Regions from separate parts of the Mus musculus genome. Here all the other regions are linked to region 1. Evidence: chromatin contacts called from public Hi-C and promoter capture Hi-C data. All regions are on one chromosome and are shown on one strand. The core of a region is the stretch at or near the end of the contact, and the rest is flanking DNA. Distances in the headings are between cores, read along the strand shown. Region 1 holds the start of Setx (senataxin). Region 2 holds the start of Qsox2 (quiescin Q6 sulfhydryl oxidase 2). Region 3 holds the start of Snapc4 (small nuclear RNA activating complex, polypeptide 4). Region 4 holds the start of Gpsm1 (G-protein signalling modulator 1 (AGS3-like, C. elegans)). Region 5 holds the start of Sec16a (SEC16 homolog A, endoplasmic reticulum export factor). Region 6 holds the start of Nup214 (nucleoporin 214). Region 7 holds the start of Exosc2 (exosome component 2).

Region 1 (2,700 bases), core at 99-2,598:
TGACACCAACTCCATCTCTAGAGCAGTAACCTCAGGATCACCTTGTCCCTCTCCTCTGCTGCATCTGAGTCTAGCACTCCTCCTTTCTTGAGTCTTCCTATTCTTTCATCATTTGCCCGAATTACTAAGTCTAATCTCTCTGCCTCACCTGACCTACCTCCAAAAATTCCTAACAAAATGCTGCCAGAGGTTACTGCACACATTAGACTTATTTTAAAAAAAAAATTAAAGATTTGTTTTATTTATATGAGTACAGTGTAGCTATCTTCAGACACACCAGAAGAGGGCATGTCAAGGTATGGATCTATGCCACATTTTTAACTCTAGTACTTATCAAATAACTAAAAAAGAAGTTATTGTTTAATAAGACAATTACCTTGACCAAGGTCCTACAGAGAAGTGATGCTCTTTGTGATTGCTGGGCTTATCTGTGAGATGTGGCTCTGCATTCAGACAGATTCACACTTTGGCCCCCAAAAAGAACATTTCTGAAATTAAAATAAAAACTGATAAAATGTCCCTTACATTATGCATCTCACCTGGGCCTTGTGTCATCTAATGAGTTACCTAGGTCAGGTTAGATCCACACACTACTGGGGGGAACGGCTTAACACTGATCCCCCCCCCCAACTTCCCTAGGGACTGTTCTCCTCCAGGGGCCAAATAGGCACTTGATCACATCCGCTGTGGGCGTACGGGAGGCTGTCCACACCGCAACGCCTGGTACGGCGGGGAGGGCGTCCGGGTGCCCATGCGGAAGCGACGCCAGGACAGAGGGTCGGATCCTTACCCGGGAGGCCTCCCTCGCCCCGAAGCTAAGGGTCCTCGCTGTACATCGTTGCCCAGGGCCGGCGGTGCTGATGCCAGAACAGCAGAGATCCGGGGGCGGGCCTCGCTTGCAGGAAACACCAAGCGCTGCCCGCCCTTGGTAGCAGCGGCAAGCCGCCGCTCTCACCAAACGCAGCTCTCCAGAAGGGTCACAGCAGGCGCCCGCTCCCGCAGGCCGCGCGCAAGTTCCCAACGGCAGTAAGCCGCGCGCCCCTCACCGCGCACGCGCTCTCCTCTCCTGCTCGTTCGCCCGCTCGCGGCTTGTCCGCGGCGCGTCTCACCCCGGCTAGGCCCGGCTGCAGCGCGCTAACCCACCTCCATGCCCCCCGCTAGAACAGCAGACGGAAGGGCAAGGCGACGCCCAACGCCCAACCCGCCGCTGCCGCGAGAGCGGACCCCGCCCTCAGCCCGCCCCCGCCAGAGCCGGCTTGTTGTGGTACACCAAGGGGGCGGACCATGGGGGCGGACGGGAGGTGGAAAGTGCAGCAGCGGGGAACAACCGGCCTGACCGCTGAGTGGCGTCACTTCCGGAACGAGGGGGGTAAGTCCGACCAATCAAGGACTCCCGTCCAAAGGAGCGGTAAATTAGCCGAGGAGCCTGTCCCCGCCCCTTTCCTCGTCCCGCCCCCTTTCTCACCCCGCCCCTTCCCCGACCCTCTTCGGGGAGATGCTTACCTGCTGGTTCCCTTTGGGCTCTTCCGCTCCCCAACGTCCGCGACGTCTGTCACGTTTCCGTCCGAAACCTAAACAATAAAATGTGTGCGTGATTCTGCAAGGGCGCCCCAAGTCGAGGGCTCTGCCCGTTTCCGACCCAGAACAGGCTCCGATAATGGAACACAGTCATGTCAGATTTCCCAAAGGACAGTTGGGTGGCCCAAAACCTCTCCTCCTCAAAAACGGAATTTAGGAAAAAAACAAATCACTTTACAAGCCCGGCAGCCTGTGGTCCCTGTACTCAGAAGGCTTAAAGCCAGCGCATCCAGGCCCAAAGGCCAGCCTCGTACAGAAAGCGATTTCGAGGCCTACATTACATTCACCAAAATTTTAAAATTAAAATAATTCTTTTTTTTAAAAAGGAAAGGGTGTGATGAGGTTTCAACTCCAGACCTGGAGGTCAGCGATTTGGAGGCCTAAATTAACCAAAAATTAAAAGTTAACATTCTTTCTTTTTCTTTTTTTTTTTTTCCTTTTTTTTTTTTTTTTAAAGGAAAGTGTGCAAGAAAGTAACTCAGGAGCACTCACCTGTCACACTGTAACACTGGGTTCCATTGCCAACGCCACAGAAAAGAACAAGGCTCTTAGAGGTGGCAGGTGGGTCAGAGACCTTCCTACCCTGGAGAACCTTAACGCAGAATGAGAAGCCAGCGCCTGAAGCACGAGGGTAAAGCTCTAAGGAACGTTCCAGAAAAGGGGGTGTGGTTTATAAGGCAGCAGATGACCGTTAGAGGGGCTTTAGCCAATCAGGAAGCGGCAGTTGAAGCTGACCGTTATTTTCTCCCCCCCCCCTTTTTTTTCATTTCGTCAAAGGTTTCTATCAAAATCAAAGTTGCAGAAAGTGGTTTCAAACTAGAAGCACTATATGTATGCATGGTTTTTAAAGTAACACATTTATGATAGTTTTTTTTTAAACAAGACTCTTGATAGCTAACTGAAATTTTCAGAAATGAGGGGAAATGATAGAAACTACCCGCAGTTCCTTGTCCCTGATGATACAGATCCTGGCAGAATTCGTAACCCAGATTTCAGACTTCAGCAATATACCATGCTTTATTCGTGAAAGGACATAAATGCTAAGTTACTCTTGAGTGTAAGAAACACAAGTCTGACGCTGGAGCGAGAGCTCAGCAGTTAGGAACACTTACTGATCTTCCA
Region 2 (2,700 bases), core at 147-2,646, 2.9 Mb after region 1:
CCAGGCAGTTTCCCTACCAGTCTCTCTGGTCCCTTGTCCTGCTTATTCATCCTCTGGTGACCATTAAAAATCAAATAGCTTCTCTGTATTTGTCTCCCAACCATGTCTCCCTGTTGCAGGATATTTGATCACAATGTAAACCCCAAGACTGTGTTATTTACTGAGAATAAAACCGGTTTCTAGTTGTGGTGTGGCTCAGCCCTTAGCACACACCTTTAATCCATGAGCTTTCTGTTTATTGTAAACAGTATAGATTAGATATAGATATAGATATAGATATAGATATAGATATAGATATAGATAGGCTTTTCAAGACAGGGTTTCTCTGTATAGCCCTGGATGTCCTGGAACTCACTCTGTAGACCAGGCTGGCCTCGAACTCAGAAATCTGCCTGCCTCTGCCTCCCAAGTGGTGGGATTAAAGGTATGCGCCACCACGCCTGGTTTATTGTAAACAATATTAAATAGGTCAAGAGGAAGAACAAGAGACCAGTTGACAGGGAGTGAAGTAGGAAAAACCGTACAGTGAGAGATCAGGTAGACAAACAGGAAGTAGAAGAGATTACATATTCTCTCTAGTGTTTGGAGAAAGCAGAACATTAGCATAGGAAAGTAGACTGAGTGATTGGAGAAGCCAGACATGGTGGTGCACATGTGTAATCCCAGTCCAGGGAGGCAGGAGGACAGATTCAGGCACATAGTGAACTCCATGCCAGCCTTAGAACCCTGTCTAAAAAAGAAGAGTCAGGTCTACCTCTCCTTTCTACCATCTTAGCAGGAAGCCAGCCAACTTTACCAGGTGGTTCTACTGTATCATGTGGGTTATAAAAAGGTCAAGGGATCATCGTGGATGTTTGAAGTTGACAGGTAAAATCATAGGTTGCATGTAAAATCTAGGATTCATGCTACATAAGAAATACAGGCATATAGCAAATATTTTTTCGATCTGTTTTTGTCCTATTAAATCTGCATTTCAGACTGAAAATCTTGGCCTGGTGTTTACTCAACATTCAACATGGCACGGGCTATTTCCCCTTGCTAAATCTGGCTACTTAGGCCCAGGACTTTCACTAGGTGAAAATTGCTTGCGGGTTTTAAGATTTTTAAGAGTTTTTTTTAATTGGGATAGGGCCAATGACCAGAGGCAGGGGCGGGGCCAGGAGCACAGGGGCGGAGCAGACTTAAGGAATGAGGCGGGGCCTACATTCTGGGGCGGGAACAATGTTCGGGGGCGGAGCAAAAAAGCGAGCTGTGCGGGACCTGGAATGACCAGTGCTGGGGAGGGGGGTCAAATTACGAGGGCGGGGCGAGAACGAAGAGTAGTGCCTGGGAAGATTAGCGGATTCGGGGGCGGGGCTAGTGCCTAGGGCGGGACCGGCGCGCGCAAGCACGTGACGCCGGTTGCCAGGGTGAAAGGTCAACGCGCCGGCGGCACTCCCAACATGGCTGCCGCCCGGGCTGTGGCGCGGGATCCAGGAGCTTATGCGCGGCAGCCACCGTCTCTTCGAGCCGCGCGGCTGCCGCGGCTGCTCTTCCTGCTGGCGGTGGTGGCGGCAGTGGGGCCCCGGGAGGGCGGCGGGGCGCGGCTCTACCGCGAGGGCTCAGACGCCGTGTGGTTGCTGGACAGCGGCAGCGTGCGGTCGGCCACGGGCAACAGCTCAGCCGCGTGGCTGGTGCAGTTCCACTCGTCGTGGTGCGGCCACTGCATCGGCTACGCACCCACCTGGCGAGCGCTGGCGGCGGACGTGCGAGGTGAGGGCCCCGCGCGCCGGTGGACGTTCCTCCGACGCAACAGCTACGTGGGCGAAGCCCCACAGATGGGGCCGATGGCTTTCCTGAGGTCGCCAGCTCAGAACACCGACTTCAACATGTCCCCAACCACTTATCCTAGCCACTACCCGATCAGTTTGACTTTCCCCATACCCAGCAATTGCATTTCAGAGGCTACCCTCTCCACTCAGGAAGGTCCCCATTCCTGTCAAACCTCAGCCTCGTTTGCTAGGTAGCCGACCATATGGTGGGCATTGGGCTGAGAAACTTAGATACCCACTCTGGGGACTGCTCTGCAACAGCAGAAAGTTTACAAAGCGTCTTCTTGCTGGGCTTCTGGGTCACTAGCCATAGCTTTCAGGAAATCTTCCCATATATGTTTAGTTACTCACCTTTGTAGAACTCAGACCCCTTGGAGCAGCTCCTGTAAATGGAATTTAAGTGGCCTTCCCAGCACTGGCTTACATTTGGCTTCACTGGCTTACAACTGTTGAACTAACCTCTAATTACAGATCTCTCAGGGCAAGACAACAAATTGTTACTCTTTTTCCTGCACCTTTGGTTTTAGGTCTGATGTTGAACACTGCTGTGTTCTTCTTAAACAGATTTGCAAAGAAGCCCTTTTTCCAAGTACGCAATTGCAGATGACTATTTTAAAATGTTTACCCTCTCTTTCCTCATTGTTGGGGCACTTTGACTTATATTTTTTTATTTTTTTGAGACAGTTTCATGACGTTGTCCAGGCTGGCCTTGAATCCATTGACCTCTGCTTTGGTCCTTATGTAGAATCTAATGACATTGTTCTCTTGGGTCGTAAGTTTTCTTTTTCTTTCTTCTTAATACTTAATTTGTTTTGAATTACATGGGCGTGGGTGTGTGCAGGTGAGTGCAGTTTCCCTTGGAAGGCAGAGGTTTTGGATTCCCTGCAGC
Region 3 (2,700 bases), core at 20-2,519, 2.7 Mb after region 1:
CAGGTTTCCTTTAATGCCCCAGACTCCCTCTGGCCAAACCCAACTCTGGGCCAGACTTGATATGACTCTTATTTTCTTTTTTGAGACAGTGTCTATATAGTTCTGAAACTTGCTTTGTTGTATATCAGGCTGGATTTGAACTCACAGAGTTACACCTACCTCTGCTTCCTGAATGTTGGATTAAAGGGATGCACTATTACTCTTTGATTTCATGATTCTGTACCCACTCCAGTAGTGTTGCAGGTGACTTCTAGCTTGTAGTCAGTTCTCCATAAGACCAAGGCCCTTCCCAGGTCCCACAAACTGGCCAGTCGCCAGGCTTGGTTTTCACCAGCCTTGAGCCTCAAGCCACTGCCATGCTTCTCCTACTCACAGGCATTATTAGGCACTAGGAGGACCCAGCTGCCTAGGGAGAGTAGAATTAAGGAAGCTGTTAAGAATTAATAATGGAGAGAAAGTACCCAAGGAGCTAAAGGGATCTGCAACCCTATAGGTGGAACAACATTATGAACTAACCAGTACCCCGGAGCTCTTGACTCTAGCTGCATATGTATCAAAAGATGGCCTAGTCGGCCATCACTGGAAAGAGAGGCCCATTGGACTTGCAAACTTTATATGCCCCAGTACAGGGGAACGCCAGGGCCAAAAAGGGGGAGTGGGTGGGTAGGGGAGTGGGGGGGAGTGTATTGGGGACTTTTTGGATAGTATTGGAAATGTAAATGAGGAAAATACCTAATTAAAAAAAAAAAGAATTAATAATGGGCCGGGCATGGTGGCTCACGCCTTTAATCCCAGCACTGGAGAGGCAGAGGCAGGCAGATCTCTGAGTTCAAGGCCAGCCTGGTCTACAAAGTGAGTTCCAGGACAGCCTGGGCTATACAGAGAAACCCTGTCTCGAAAAAACAAACAAACAAAAAATTAATAATGGATAATTATTGGTATTTTGTTTCATAAGAGTGAGACCGACCCCCCCCTCCCCGCCCTCCCGCCCCCCCCCCCCCACTACTTAGCCAGCAGCTCTGTGATGTGTTGGCCAGGCAGAATAATCCTTAGTGAATGAATGTCCATTTCTGGCGGTCCCAGGTTGTGGGCTCCGAGGACGACACACACGGGAAAGTACTTAACGACACACTGATCATTCATCCAAACCCAGAACACCAGGAGCTAAGTACACAGCCCAGGGAACCTGGAGAAAGATGAACGCCTCGCTAGGGCCCCGCCCCCCAGCACACCTCCTAGCATGCCCTGCGCCGCAGCCTGGGTGGGACTTCCGGTGCAAGCCTACTGACTTCCGCGACTGCTAGAAGCATGATCTGCGTGTGGTCGCCCGGGCGATGATGCCAGCTGTGAAGTTTGGAAGGGATGCCTAGAAGGTGAGGATTGGCGGGCGGCAGGTAGCAGGCGTTGTGTCCAGGAGGGGCAGGGCAGCCAGCACGGGGAAACCGAGGCGTGGCGTGGCCGCGACATTGCTGGAGTGGAGAGCCCGCGTCCGGAGCCCAGCCGAGGTCCCCTAGCTGGTGAGATGCAGGACCGGATTTGCTCCGTGCTGTGCTCCGAACCGCTGCTCTAACCGGTTGCATGCGCTGCAGCACCACCGGCCACCCCTGGCTTATCGAATCCAGCCACTAAGGGTGCATTGGACCCCAACTGCCTTGCCCGGTTAGGCCTTAGAAGGGACAGGCAGCAAAGTGTCTCTGATGTCATTAAAGGCGGACCGTGGCTCCCAGCTCAGGACTTGAAAACGTGACTTTTTCTTCCTTTATGTGGGCGATGCTGTGGGAGGAGATGGAATTGCTGCTGCCTCAAAACACGTTACTCTTTCGTTGGTGGCCAAGCATCCAGTGGCAATGATTATTGCTACATCTGTAGATCCCGCTGTTTCTAGCCAAGTTGGTTGACAAACGTTCCCTGTATAAGTAATTGGAATGTCGTTGAAGGGGATTTTGTTTTGTTTTGTTGTAGTCAGTTAAGACTGCTGTCAACAACTTAGTAGGAAGAAATCAAACAGGATGTTTTTCTTCATTTCTGGCTCTGGGTGTGAAAATGTGTTTGATAATTTTGTTTGAAACAGTATCTCACTAATGGTTTGAAATGCAGAGATCCACTTAGTTATGCCCCCCAAGTGCTGGGATTTAAATTATGTGCCATCACACTCAGCTCTTTGTTTCTTTATTTTGGTTTTTGGTTTTTTGGGTTTTTTTTTTTTTTTTTTTTTTTGGGCGGGGGGGGGGGGGGTGGATTTTCCGAGACAGGGTTTCTCTGTATAGCCCTGGTTGTCCTGGAACTCACTTTGCAGACCAGGCGGGCCTCGAACTCAGAAATCCGCCTGCCTCTGCCTCCCAAGTGCTGGGATTAAAGGCCTTTGCCACCACGCCCGGCTCTTTATTTTGTTTTTGAAGACAGTTTCTTTTAGAGCTCTGGCTGACCTGGAACTCACTCTGTAGACCAAGCTGGCCTCAAACTCAGAGATCCCCCTGCCTCTGCCTCCTGATTCCTGGGATTAAAGACGTGTGTCACTATACCCGACTTCTACACCCAGCTTTTTACAGTTATTATACTTGTTTATTTCCTTGTGTGTAGGTAGATGTGCCATAGTGGGGGAGGTCTGAGGGAAAGCTGGAGTAGGGTCTCTTCACCATTGATTACTGGTCCTGAATTCAGGTCCTTAGGCCTGGTAGCAAGTGCCTTTGTATGGTGTGC
Region 4 (2,700 bases), core at 66-2,565, 2.8 Mb after region 1:
TGCCTAGTAGACACCTCCTTCTCACAGGGGTGGCTGGCCCTGAGTTAAATGTGACCCCACAGAGCCTCTGCTCCCAGGGGACTCCAAGAAGCTGCTAGCAAACCTCTTACCCTTGCACTAGAACTTGGAGGAGGGTGTGGGGCTCAGGCATGATCTTCAACACCACACAATGGGGACACTGTCTCTGAGCTGCAGCATTAGAACACTGTATTAGAACGGGACGGCAAGGATCTGTTCGCCAGGCACCAAGCCCTCATTTTGCTCTTTGGGGGTACTAGGCAGAGCTTGGCTAGCTGATGAACCACCCCACTTGAGTAGATTTCTTCAGGGTTGACCCCTAACAGGGAGACCCCAGATATGGGGAAGGGCTAGACGAGGTGGGGGCCAGAAGCTAACTGAAGGATGCTGGGCCTTCCTTTAGGTCTGATGACAGCCCCTGCCCAGAACTCAGGCCGGTCCAGCTCAACCTGAAGCCAGAGTGAACTGACAGCTCTGGTCCACTTCTGGGATCAGCATCTCACCGGAGAACACCCTCATCCATCAAAAGGGAGTCACCAGGGAGGCATGGAGCCAGGGGCAGGACTATCCTGTCATTCCCAGTGGGCGGGCACACAGCACAGACCGCTCGATCACCTGTGAACCTGCCTGGAAGGCAAATGCCTTTGTAGGGAAGCACACACCCACTTGCCTGGCTCAGGCCCAGCTCCTTCTGGCCTAGGGCTGGGGATAGCTAGTGAAGGCAGGGCCCCATCATGACAGCCTGGGTCGTGGCCATGCTACACCAACACCGGGTCACGGCAGTGTCAGGCTTGAGAAGAGAACTCCAGATAACGAAGACTGGCATCCATGCTACTCAGGGTCCCGCAGAGCCGGGTGGTGGAGTGCCCGCCCCGTAAGCCCTTTTGGCATCAGGACAGGGTTGCAGGCAGAACCCAGTCCCAACCCCTCTACCGCGAAACTGATCTTTGGGCCCTGGGCCCCGCGCCCCCACCGCTCCCTACGCAGATCCAGGGAGGCGCGTCCCCGGCCACGTTGCGCGTCGCCGCAGCAGCCTTTGTTCTGGGCCGGCAGCCTCCCGCCCGCGTCTGCCGCTCAGGTCCCCGTTCCCATCCCGGTCCTTGAACTACCTGGAGTAGAGGCGCCTGGAGGCCGGGCCCGGGAGCTCCTCGGCCACGGGCGGGGCCGGGCTCGCCATGAGTCGGGGACGCGCCGAGCAGGAGCACCGCCCCGCTCTGCGGCCGTCCGCCTGCCGATCTGCCCGCCTGTCCGCGCGTCCGTCCGCCTGTCCGCGCGTCCGCGGGAGACGCCGAGGAAGTGATGTGCTGGGGTGCCGCCGCCCCTCCCGCCAGAGCTGTGATGTCACCGCCGCCAGGCGGAGGGAGGGTGGGGAGGGGCAGGCGCCCACCGGCCACCACTGCGGCGGTCCCGCCTACCGTGGGGTGGGCGGGGCTCTGTCTTTGAGGTCCAGTGCAAGGAGAGTCCTGCTCTAGTGTGGACAATGCTGTGTTTCCTTTTCTTTGGGGGGGAAGCCCTGCTAAGCCTGGAGTTTAGTGCTTTTTCTTACACACACACACACACACACACACACACACACACACACACACACACACGAGAGTTTGCTGTCACACACACATCCTGTTCCTTTCCTGTCACCTCTTGTGGGGTACAGGCCATGCAGATGCTCCTGGGGCTAAGGAGAAAACAGGTCTTCCTAGATGGAGTCAGGGTGGGAGGATGCTGTCCAGCCCTAGGCAAGTCTCTACCTTCCTAGGGCTTTCACCACCAGATTTCATGTTGAATTTCATCTGTGAAATGCAAGCGTTTGGAAAACATACTGGAAGAACACCAGGAGCCCACGTGGGAGGCTGGCCGTTGCTCATTCATCTGCCTACCCTCCTCTGAGTTCTCCCAGGACCCTGAGGATCTGAACCTCGGAGTGATCTTTCTTCATCCAACTTGAGTAGCCTTGGAGCCTTCACCTCAGCCAACCCCCAGCCAGCCACAGGGCACCATCTGGACAGCCAGTTCCATTGGGACTCACCCAGGTCTCTGCTCTTCTCTCCAGGCCACTCTAAATCTTCTTGAAAACGTAGCTGTGACCCTCAGTGGAACAGGAACATGTCAGGGTGCAGACTATGGCAGTGTCCTTGGCAGTTTTTCTGCACCCCTGGACCCTGGTCTGAAGAGGGACACCATGCCAAGGTCACCCCAGACAGACCCTGCAGACGCAGCCCACAGTACAGTGGCTTCAGGCGGAGAAAAATGGCAACAAAAACAAACACAAGATAAAACTGGGCTGTTGGCCCTGAGCTAGTTTGTTTTCCTAGGAAGGAGCAGGAGCGAGCAATGAGAACCATCTGTGCCTGGGGCGAGGCGCAAGCTTGCTGCTGTCCCCACACCTCCCCCTAAGACCACAGGAGCCAGGGCTTGCTCTCTCTTGGCTAAGGCAGAGTGTGTGTTATGGCTGGCCAGGCACCACCCACGTTTGCTGAAGTCTCGGGCCTGGTCCCTAGCAGACCCTGGCTCTGGAATGCAGGCGCTTCCTGGTTGCCTTCAAAGGATACAACATACACATGGAGGCTGCTATGACCCACTTGGTGTCAGACTGGGCTTAGATTCCCAGGCCTTGGTTTTAGGAGGCCCTTAGAGACATACTGCAGCAATACAAGCCCCTGCGGGCCCCCAGCTTTGCCAAGGACC
Region 5 (2,700 bases), core at 196-2,695, 2.7 Mb after region 1:
AGCCAGCACAGCTGTCCCTTTAACATCTCTACCCTTGGGGGCCTGAGAGTGGAGACCTTGCATTTTATTATTTATTTATTTGTTTGTTTATTTATTTAGACGAGGCCTTGCTATTATTTAGCTCTAGCCATCCTAGGGTTGGGGTTGCTGCTTCTTTTTAGGGACTTAAAGTTGAGTCTACCATGTGTTCAGAAAGAGTTTGGAAACCTGGCTCTCTAAAGATAAATGTTAGCTTTACAGAGTGACCCACAGTGCCACGTCAGAGGACATGAAGCTGGCCCTCAGTTCTCCCGGCTATGCTTGCGTGTCTGAGCGCTGGCCAGCTCCACCACACTCCCTCCTTCCCTGCCTCTGGGTTCGCCACTGACCAGGCGGCTTCGCAGGGGCACCGCCTTCTCACGCTCTCTGGAGTACAGGTGAGGGAGCCAGGCCTGGTCACTTCCCCGATGACAGCACCCACCTTTTCCGGAGAGCCTCTGCTCCGACAGACAGACCTGCTGACATCCCTGGTCTAAGTCCAGCGTTCCGCCGTGGGCTTTAGGCCGCGCCCTGCCGGGAGGAGTCGCAATGGAGTTTGAAGGACTTGGCCTCCAGGCTCTGGCTTCTCTCCTCTAGCAAAGGTTGGAGGGGAATGGGGGTGGTGGTGGTGAGAGTTCCTACTAGCACCAGGAAAGGCATTTGCTTAATCACGCGAACTGCGCCGGGCAGGCTCCAGCAAAGAGCCGTAGCCAAGCAACGGGTACAGCTCCGCGCACGCGCCTGTCCAGCCCGCAGAAGTCGACCGCCTAGCTACTCGAGCAGGGTGGCGCACGCGTAGTCGCCCCCGCCGGCAACCAAGAGAACCCAACGGAAAAATGGGGAGGGGGCAAGCGAGAGGGCCCGCTGGGGCTCTGGACTCAGCGGAACTTCTGGCTTTGGTTTTTCAAGACTGATTCTCCCCGGGGATCTGGATTGAAGAATCCTGTCCAGTCAAATCCTAGAACAGGAAGACTGTAGGACAGAACCAGCGTAACCAGGGCGACGTGAAGAGGCGGGGCCCGCGCTCCTGGCTCCGCAAGTGGGTGAGGGCGGGGCCACGGGGGTGGAGCTGTAAGTGACTGACGCAAGAGGGGCGGGCCTATGGGTGGGACGAAGAGATGAGGCGGCAAAAGACTGGAGACGAACGAAAGGCGGAGTCAAAAGGGACACTACGAAAGGCTCTTAAGGGGAATGGGCGGGGCAGCTCCTGGGGGGCGGAACAAAAGGATGAAGCAGTGCAAAACTGGACGGGAGAGGGGGCGGAGCCCAAGGGGGCGTGGTATGATTGACGCGCCGAAGACGTGTACGGAGCGCGGCCAAGAGGGCCGGGCAGGGGGGGCGGGGCAATGGGTGAAGCAGCGAAAGACTGGAAGAAGCAAGAGGAGGGGCAATTAAGGGGCGGGGCGCGCTGACGTCTCCTTCGGACACGTCGGCGGCGGCACCTGGAGCCGGATGTGCCAAGATGGCTGCGGCTGCTGCTGGGAACGCGCTAGTTCCCCCTACTGCCGCCGCCGTCGCCGGCTGGGTTTCAGTTCGCGGCGCCTGAGAAGCCAACCACAGCTCACAGGGTGAGGGCTGAGTGTATGGAGCACGGTGGAGGCCCGAGGGTGGGCGAGGCTGCGGAGGCCAAGCAGGCTCAGTGAGCATCGGGCCTAGCCCGGAGTGGCGAGCGCATTTAAAGAGACACAGTCAGGCCTGGGGAGAACGACAGTACCGGGCCGCCTGGTGCTGAGACACCGGACAGGTTACGGGCCGTGTCGCCTTGGTGGGTTGTCTAAGGGGCTCGTGGTTTCCCAGACCTGACGGGAGACAGATACCTGGTCAGGGCTTCGGGAACTGGTTGGCCGCTGGGGAAGGTGTGTTAACATGGCCAGACTGTGACACCTCCGAGGAAGCCCGCAACTCATTTAAAACGAAGAAAGTGCAGGAAATTGCCAAGCTTGACTTTTGCTGGGTTCTGAAGATATTTGATTCTCGTTGGCTCGAAGACTTCCTCAGAAGTTGATGATCATGGGACACATTTTCATTTGAAACAGGGAGTAGCAGCGTTTATTTGTAATCTCTTGGCCGGCGGAGCAGGATGTCGCAAGGGAGGTCGTGATTTGTTTTTTACCAAGGTGTAGAAAAATGTCGGCTTGGCTGTGGAGCGTCCTGTAGATAACTCTGGCTGTTGTGCTTACACAGGTTTTTAAATGGCATGTAGGATGGTCGCGCACTGAAGGAAAGATTTCCTTTCAAAAGTGTTGACTAGAGGCGTTTTCCATTCTGAGTTTGGCAGTAAGAAACAGCAGACTCACAGATTACTGTTCCTTCAGGTCCTTTTGCAAGGTGCAGCACAGTGCAGCTTCCTTACACGTTGTCCACGTTCCCTTCCTAGGGTTTCAGTGCTCATGTCTTGCAGATTTTGGTATCCCGTCTTGCTTTTATAAGCAAACATGAATGTCCATGTTTCCTGTGTGTCTTCCTCACATAGTGTATAGCTTTTTCTCTTCTGCAAATGCCTTCTTCAACATTTAAAGGGTTCCGGCTCAGATTTTGACTTAGAAGGGAGGTGTTTATCTTGTCTGTCTGATAAGAGTATCACAGACAGTCACCATGGGGGAGATTGTTGGCGAGTGGAGCTCACTAATGTTCTTGGGTTCCCCTGTGTTCTACAGTTTACAGCTGTTAAGGCTGGCAGTG
Region 6 (2,700 bases), core at 194-2,693, 2.8 Mb before region 1:
GCCCTGTAGGTGTTGGGAATTGGACTCAGGAGCTCTGGAAGAGCAGTACTCTTAATCCCAGTTGAATACGGTGGGTAAAAGTTCACACAAATTTCCCCATGAGGCCACACTGGCCATTCATAAAGAAACAAATCATCTATCTTTTTTGATATTATCATCCTAATAGTCATGACTGTACCACTGGGGCTTGGTGGCTTTTTTTGTGGTGGGCCAGTGTGATGAAGCAACACAAAAGAAACAAAACAAAACAAAACAAAACAAACACAACAGACAAACCCAAAACCCAAACCTCTCCTTTCTGCTTTTGGCAGGAATTAAAATACTGCTATTAGCCCTGTGGTTCTAAATTCTCTACCCGAACATATCTGAGGAACATGAAGCTTGCCCATTACCGGGCTCAGCACATGTGCTGACTCAAGGAAGAGCCACTGTTTCTAAGCATGATATGGAGCACTCGACCCATGTGCATTTTAGCGACTCACCGGTCACACAAATGGCTAACACCTTCCTGCAACTCACTCATTTCCAACTGTCTACGGTCCCCTGCCTTTCCATTCTGTCAGAGTATATAAGCCAACTATTAACACAGTATCCAGAAGTTGTAGCATGGGGATCACTTAGGGTTCGCTTGCTTTTCCTTTAGTCTCATGAGTTCAAGCTGATTTCCAGTGCCAAACTTGACTTCCTGTTCCTACTAACTAGGGGTTTTGAAGGCAGATAGTGTTTCTTGGCTCCACTTTAGGTAGTTTGGACCACCCTCAAGTATAGAGAGCTAATAAGAACTGAGCGTCTAAGCCAACTGTGGTAATGCACACCAATAATCCCACCACTTGGGAGGTGGAGGCAGAGACAAGAGCCCAAGACCAGAAGCCACCTTGAGCTACAAGAGACCATGCCTAAATCGTAAGAGAGATGTAAGGCTTTTGCCACGTGACTTTGGATCATTTGCTTTCAAGGCTTCAATGCGCTCCTCTTTCTAAGCTGGTCGTAAGGGCTGCAGCGACGGTGGCGACAGTACGTCTCACTCAATAAACAAGAATCGCTGTCACCAGTAAGGCGACCAGCCCATCAGAGTACCTGGGGTAACTCAGAAGGCGTGGACAAACCCACGCAAGGACAGGTACCTGCACTTGCAGGGAACTCAGGCCCGCGACACGCAGAGCTGCGGACGCTCTGTGGGGCGAGCGATCGCGACCCTGCGAACTGCAGGAGCAGCCGGCAGAGGCGAGGCTCCAAGGCAACTCCAGGACTACGCAGGCGGGGAGGCCCCGGCCAGGCTCTAACCTTCATCTCCCGCTCAGGGATCATGGCATCCATCTCGTCTCCCATCGTGCCGCCTTCAGGGTGTTCAAGTAGCTGCTGCTGGCGCTGCCGCTGCCACCCGCGGCCTTTCAAACACAGCTCAGGCCGCTCAGGCCTCAACTTCCTTCCCTCAGCGCCCGCGGCGCGTGGTAGATGCGCGTTTCCGGCGCGCGTGACTGACGTCACCCAGGCCGGTTTTTAGTGTGCTCGGAGGCAGTCGAGGGCTGCTCGGAAGTCGCGCGCTTGCCAATCCACAAGGCCCCATTGGCCGGTTCCGCGCAGTGGGTGTGGCCATGAGGCGCGGGCCGGAGTCCGCCTTCCTTTGGATGCTGCGTGCGCAGCCTCGCTATTTAATTTTCTTCCTTAGAGAGAGGCACGCTCGGCCTTCCTGAGACTCTCGATGCTTCCCGGTAGCACTTACCTGCAGGGCTCTTAGAAGCTTCCGACTTAGAGAAGTTAGGAACTTTTTTGCTGGGAAGAGCGGACAGAGAGGTTCGGTTAGCGGGTGGACTGCACTGTGTGCCGGTGCAGAACCCTTTTAAAAACGGAGAGGAAAAGGGACAAAAGATCGGTTTTGTTTACTGTTTTCAAGGCAATCGTTTCAGATCATAAGCCATATCCACTTCACATCGCAAATGGTGCGCGGCTATCATCTCAGCTTTTGGGGATTAGAGGGTCAGGAATTCAAGGTCTTCCTAGGCTACATAGCAATCTCTAGATATCCTGAGTTACATGGGACCCTGTCTGGAAAAAAATATGTAATAAGAGAATTCCACACAAAGCAGTTAAATTATCCAATAGCTTTCAGCCAGGAAGGGTTAAGATTCAGATCTGCGTATACTGACTGATGTTGAAGACATTTCTGGAGTAGAATTATAAAAGAGGTTCCTAACTTGGAGCTGGTGGGTCAGCTCCAGAGGGCACATTCTGTCAGATGCAGTCTCTCAACAAGTTGCATGTGTGCAAGCCTCTATTCATTGTAAAATGCTAACAGTAGACCTGGGTCTTGGGCTTAATCAGATGACGTCAACTGTCTGTCTGGGACATGGGAGACCCAGGACACACTCATTTACTTGGTACCTGTTGTCAGCTAGCTCTTCTGAATTTACTGAGCCCAGAGCTGTCCCCAAGAAACACAAAGACACTGATAAATTGCTCTAGTTTATTTCAGTCTGCAGGAGACCACATCCCATCCATACATACACACATGCACACAATAATGGCACTCACCCAAATCTACCTTACAAACATCTTTTGAGTCACAGGGCAAAGCCATACTTGGCAATCCCCAAACTGCTGGTTACACCAGTTACATTTGGTCTTTTTCAGAAATAAGGCAGCCGATGTCCCAAGAAAGCTAAGCCCTTAACTAGAGAGGTTAAAAACCCTGGAACCAAC
Region 7 (2,700 bases), core at 62-2,561, 2.5 Mb before region 1:
CAACACTATAAACACTATAATCTCATTTGTACCAAAAAAAAAGAAGAAAGAAAAAGAAAGAAAGAGGAAGAAAGAACAAACTAGGTGCAACGGACAAACGGCCACACCTTTGAGTTAAGAATTTGGGAGGCGGGCTGGTGAGATGGCTCAGCAGGTAAGAGCACCCGACTGCTCTTCCAAAGGTCCTGAGTTCAAATCCCAGCAACCACATGGTGGCTCACAACCATCCGTAATGAGATCTGACTCCCTCTTCTGGTATGTCTGAAGACAGCTACAGTGTACTTACATATAATAAATAAATAAATCTTAAAAAAAAAAAAAAAGAATTTGGGAGGCAGAAGCAGGTGGATCTCTTGAGTTCAAAATCAGAGCGGTCTACATAGTAAGTTCCAGGACAGTCAGTGCTACATAGTGAGATTGGAGGGTTGGGGGTGAGGGGGGGGGACGACGGGGGGGGGGGGACGGACAGACATCGGGAAGACTGGCTACCTAATGCAGATTTATCTTTGGTGGTAATACAATGGTGGATTTTGCTCTCCTGCCCCACTTTTCAGTTAATACTCACTAACCTACCAATTCCTGTTGTCACCACTGTCTTCCAGGTGAGGATACCGGCCTTAGCAAGGTGCTAAACTAAGGATAACAATGTCAGATGTCCGACTCCATAGACAGCCCTAACTGCCACATGTTGTGACTTTCCGTGCTAAATTTGTATTGTTGGGTACAATATGTTGCCTCAACCCCCGCTCCACCAAAATTACTGCTTCCAAGTCAGGCTTGTCGCTGAGGTAACACTGAAAGAGATGACCAACCCCACTGTCCATTCAGAGGGTTGTAAGAAGGGCCCTGCAACCAGCCCTCCCCAGTTCTCCCTCCCTAGGAAGGCTCAAGAATCTTGAGTTTCAGGATAAGGGTCCAAAAGTTCCGAACGCCATAGATCAAAAGAGGGAATCAGGAACTGACAAAGGTGCAGCCAAGATGCCGGGAGTCAGAAGCGTGAGGCTCGCAAAGGAGGGAACTAGTATGGATGCTCCGATGTGTCCCGGGTAACTCGGGGACTTAGATACAACGGGACAGGAGGCCTGGGTTCCGGGACAGCGGGCCACGTGCAGAGAGCTCTGCAGCCGCCTCCTGAGGCCTTGGGACCCCCAAATCCTCACGTACCGCATGAAGCCTGTGTCCGTGGTGATCGTGTCCCCCGGCACCACCAAGTGTTTCTTAGAGTCGCGGCCCAAGCTCTCACTGAGAGGTTTGCGAGCTTTAGGGAGCCTCATCTCCAACGCCATCTTGGCGCCAATGACTTGCGCAGGCGCAGCTCTACACCGCTCCTCAACTCCCGCCTTCCTTCAGAGAAGCGACCAATGGGAATGGATAGTGTGGCAGCCATGTTGAGTATTGGCAATATTAAGTTAACTCGTGGAAGTGAGGGCACCAAGCTGCCATGTTTACTATTGGCAAGAAAGCACCTGCGGAATGATGAATTCTCATGTCGTAAGGGAATATGACATTAGTTTGGTTTGGTGTTTGGATGTCAGTTTTGTGTTTGTTTTAGAGGAACGACCCCGTGTAGGGCTAGCCTCAAACTCTGTATAGTTGAGGATAACCTTGCTGAGGTCCAGATGTTCATGCCTCCACCTCCCAAATGCTGCGATTACGTGAGTTTGTGTAGGTTGTGGGTTTGGTGGTGGTGGTAGTGGTAGTGGTAGTGGTAGTGGTAGTGGTAGTGGTAGTGGTAGTGGTAGTGGTAGTGGTAGTGGTAGTGGTAGTGGTAGTGGTAGTGGTAGTGGTGTTTGATGCCCAAGAGGACAAAAGAGGATGTTGGAGTCCCTGTAACTGGAATTATAGAAGTTTGTGAGCCATTATGTGGGTGCTGGGAAACGAAACCAAGTCCTCTGGAAATGTGGCCAGTACTCTCAACCTCTGAACCACCTCTCCATTCCAGGTGTAGGATTTTTTAAAGACAGTGCCTCATGTCATCCAGGTTGGTCTCAAACTAGCTGTGTAACCCAGGGTATCCTTGAACTCCTCCTCCTCCACCTCCCAGGAGCTGGGATTACAGGTGTAAGCTGCCATACCAAACTGTATGAGTTTTTACCCAAACTGTTCCATTTCATCATTTTATTTATTGTTGGCAAGTCTAGAGATTGAGAAATGAACCTTGGCATCCAACTCAAAACCACTATAATCTAATATTTTGTAGACTATAGATTTAGGACCGGGATTTACAGGAAACACCATCTGAGGAGAAGCTAGAACCCTCTGAATACTGCTCCTCGTGGGCCTTGTCTTCTAGCCCCTTAGGTGCTGTCCTCACCTACTGCCCTATGGCTCTAATGTGCTTTAGTAAGGACCTCTTCTGAGTGATGACATGTGTCTGCTGAAAGATGACTGTTGTAAACAGTCATGTGACAAGCAAGTCTGTAGGGAGGCATAAATGTAACTTTTATTTTCCTGTTGTAATTGTTGACTGGGAGGTTTACTGTCTTTGTTTGCTAACCTAGGTCTAGTTCTGGAAGCTTCTAGACTCTGTACAGTCTTATCTAGGCCTAAAATGTTTTCAGCCTCTGAATTGCTGCTGAATAAGCTCCCCCTTTCTAGTTCTTTCTGAGCTCTGGCTGGCTGATTCAACTCAGTTGTTCTGTCTCAAACTCTTTTCCCAGCTCACTTATTAGATTTGTCTTTTCTCTCAGCCTCTAAATT

What was found. Promoter capture Hi-C pulls out the DNA fragments that hold promoters and counts their contacts. A called contact is a pair of places that touch in the nucleus more often than the background predicts. Capture Hi-C pulls out chosen DNA fragments and counts their contacts.
Region 2: a promoter capture Hi-C map of liver shows a contact between it and region 1, with 2.8 times the contacts expected there. The contact joins the promoter of Qsox2 here to the promoter of Setx in region 1. A contact is called at or near these places in 1 of 39 promoter capture datasets (pre-B cells) and 1 of 9 other capture datasets (liver).
Region 3: a Hi-C map of B cells shows a contact between it and region 1, with 5 read pairs. The contact joins the promoter of Snapc4 here to the promoter of Setx in region 1.
Region 4: a contact with region 1 is called in a promoter capture Hi-C map of liver, with 4 times the contacts expected there. The contact joins the promoter of Gpsm1 here to the promoter of Setx in region 1. A contact is called at or near these places in 2 of 39 promoter capture datasets (liver and pre-B cells).
Region 5: a contact with region 1 is called in a promoter capture Hi-C map of liver, with 2.7 times the contacts expected there. The contact joins the promoter of Sec16a here to the promoter of Setx in region 1. A contact is called at or near these places in 2 of 39 promoter capture datasets (liver and pre-B cells) and 1 of 9 other capture datasets (liver).
Region 6: a contact with region 1 is called in a promoter capture Hi-C map of liver, with 3 times the contacts expected there. The contact joins the promoter of Nup214 here to the promoter of Setx in region 1. A contact is called at or near these places in 4 of 39 promoter capture datasets (hippocampal neurons, liver and pre-B cells), 1 of 115 datasets of contacts at active chromatin or transcription factors (astrocytes) and 2 of 9 other capture datasets (adipose tissue and liver).
Region 7: a promoter capture Hi-C map of pre-B cells shows a contact between it and region 1, with 3 times the contacts expected there. The contact joins the promoter of Exosc2 here to the promoter of Setx in region 1.

What each region holds. Positions count from the first base shown.
Region 1 is chr2:29,123,640-29,126,339 of GRCm38.p6, reverse strand. Setx (senataxin) reads right to left here and starts at 1,348. Exons shown (of 26, transcript NM_198033.2): 1 at 791-1,348; 2 at 377-488.
Region 2 is chr2:26,236,095-26,238,794 of GRCm38.p6, reverse strand. Qsox2 (quiescin Q6 sulfhydryl oxidase 2) reads left to right here and starts at 1,396. Exons shown (of 12, transcript NM_001302956.1): 1 at 1,396-1,752. The coding sequence starts at 1,443.
Region 3 is chr2:26,379,222-26,381,921 of GRCm38.p6, reverse strand. It overlaps Snapc4 (small nuclear RNA activating complex, polypeptide 4), which reads left to right and starts at 1,269. Exons shown (of 23, transcript NM_172339.4): 1 at 1,269-1,373.
Region 4 is chr2:26,314,148-26,316,847 of GRCm38.p6, reverse strand. Gpsm1 (G-protein signalling modulator 1 (AGS3-like, C. elegans)) reads right to left here and starts at 1,315. Exons shown (of 14, transcript NM_153410.5): 1 at 1,128-1,315. The coding sequence starts at 1,195. It overlaps Gm52505 (a long non-coding RNA gene), which reads left to right. Exons shown (of 2, transcript XR_003953775.1): 2 at 422-1,499.
Region 5 is chr2:26,443,961-26,446,660 of GRCm38.p6, reverse strand. It overlaps Sec16a (SEC16 homolog A, endoplasmic reticulum export factor), which reads left to right and starts at 1,445. Exons shown (of 30, transcript NM_153125.2): 1 at 1,445-1,586. 0610009E02Rik (RIKEN cDNA 0610009E02 gene) reads right to left here and starts at 737. Exons shown (of 3, transcript NR_152209.1): 1 at 461-737.
Region 6 is chr2:31,973,193-31,975,892 of GRCm38.p6, reverse strand. Nup214 (nucleoporin 214) reads right to left here and starts at 1,443. Exons shown (of 36, transcript NM_172268.2): 1 at 1,285-1,443. The coding sequence starts at 1,329. Aif1l (allograft inflammatory factor 1-like) reads right to left here. Exons shown (of 6, transcript NM_145144.1): 6 at 2,451-2,700.
Region 7 is chr2:31,669,326-31,672,025 of GRCm38.p6, reverse strand. Exosc2 (exosome component 2) reads right to left here and starts at 1,311. Exons shown (of 9, transcript NM_144886.3): 1 at 1,165-1,311. The coding sequence starts at 1,286.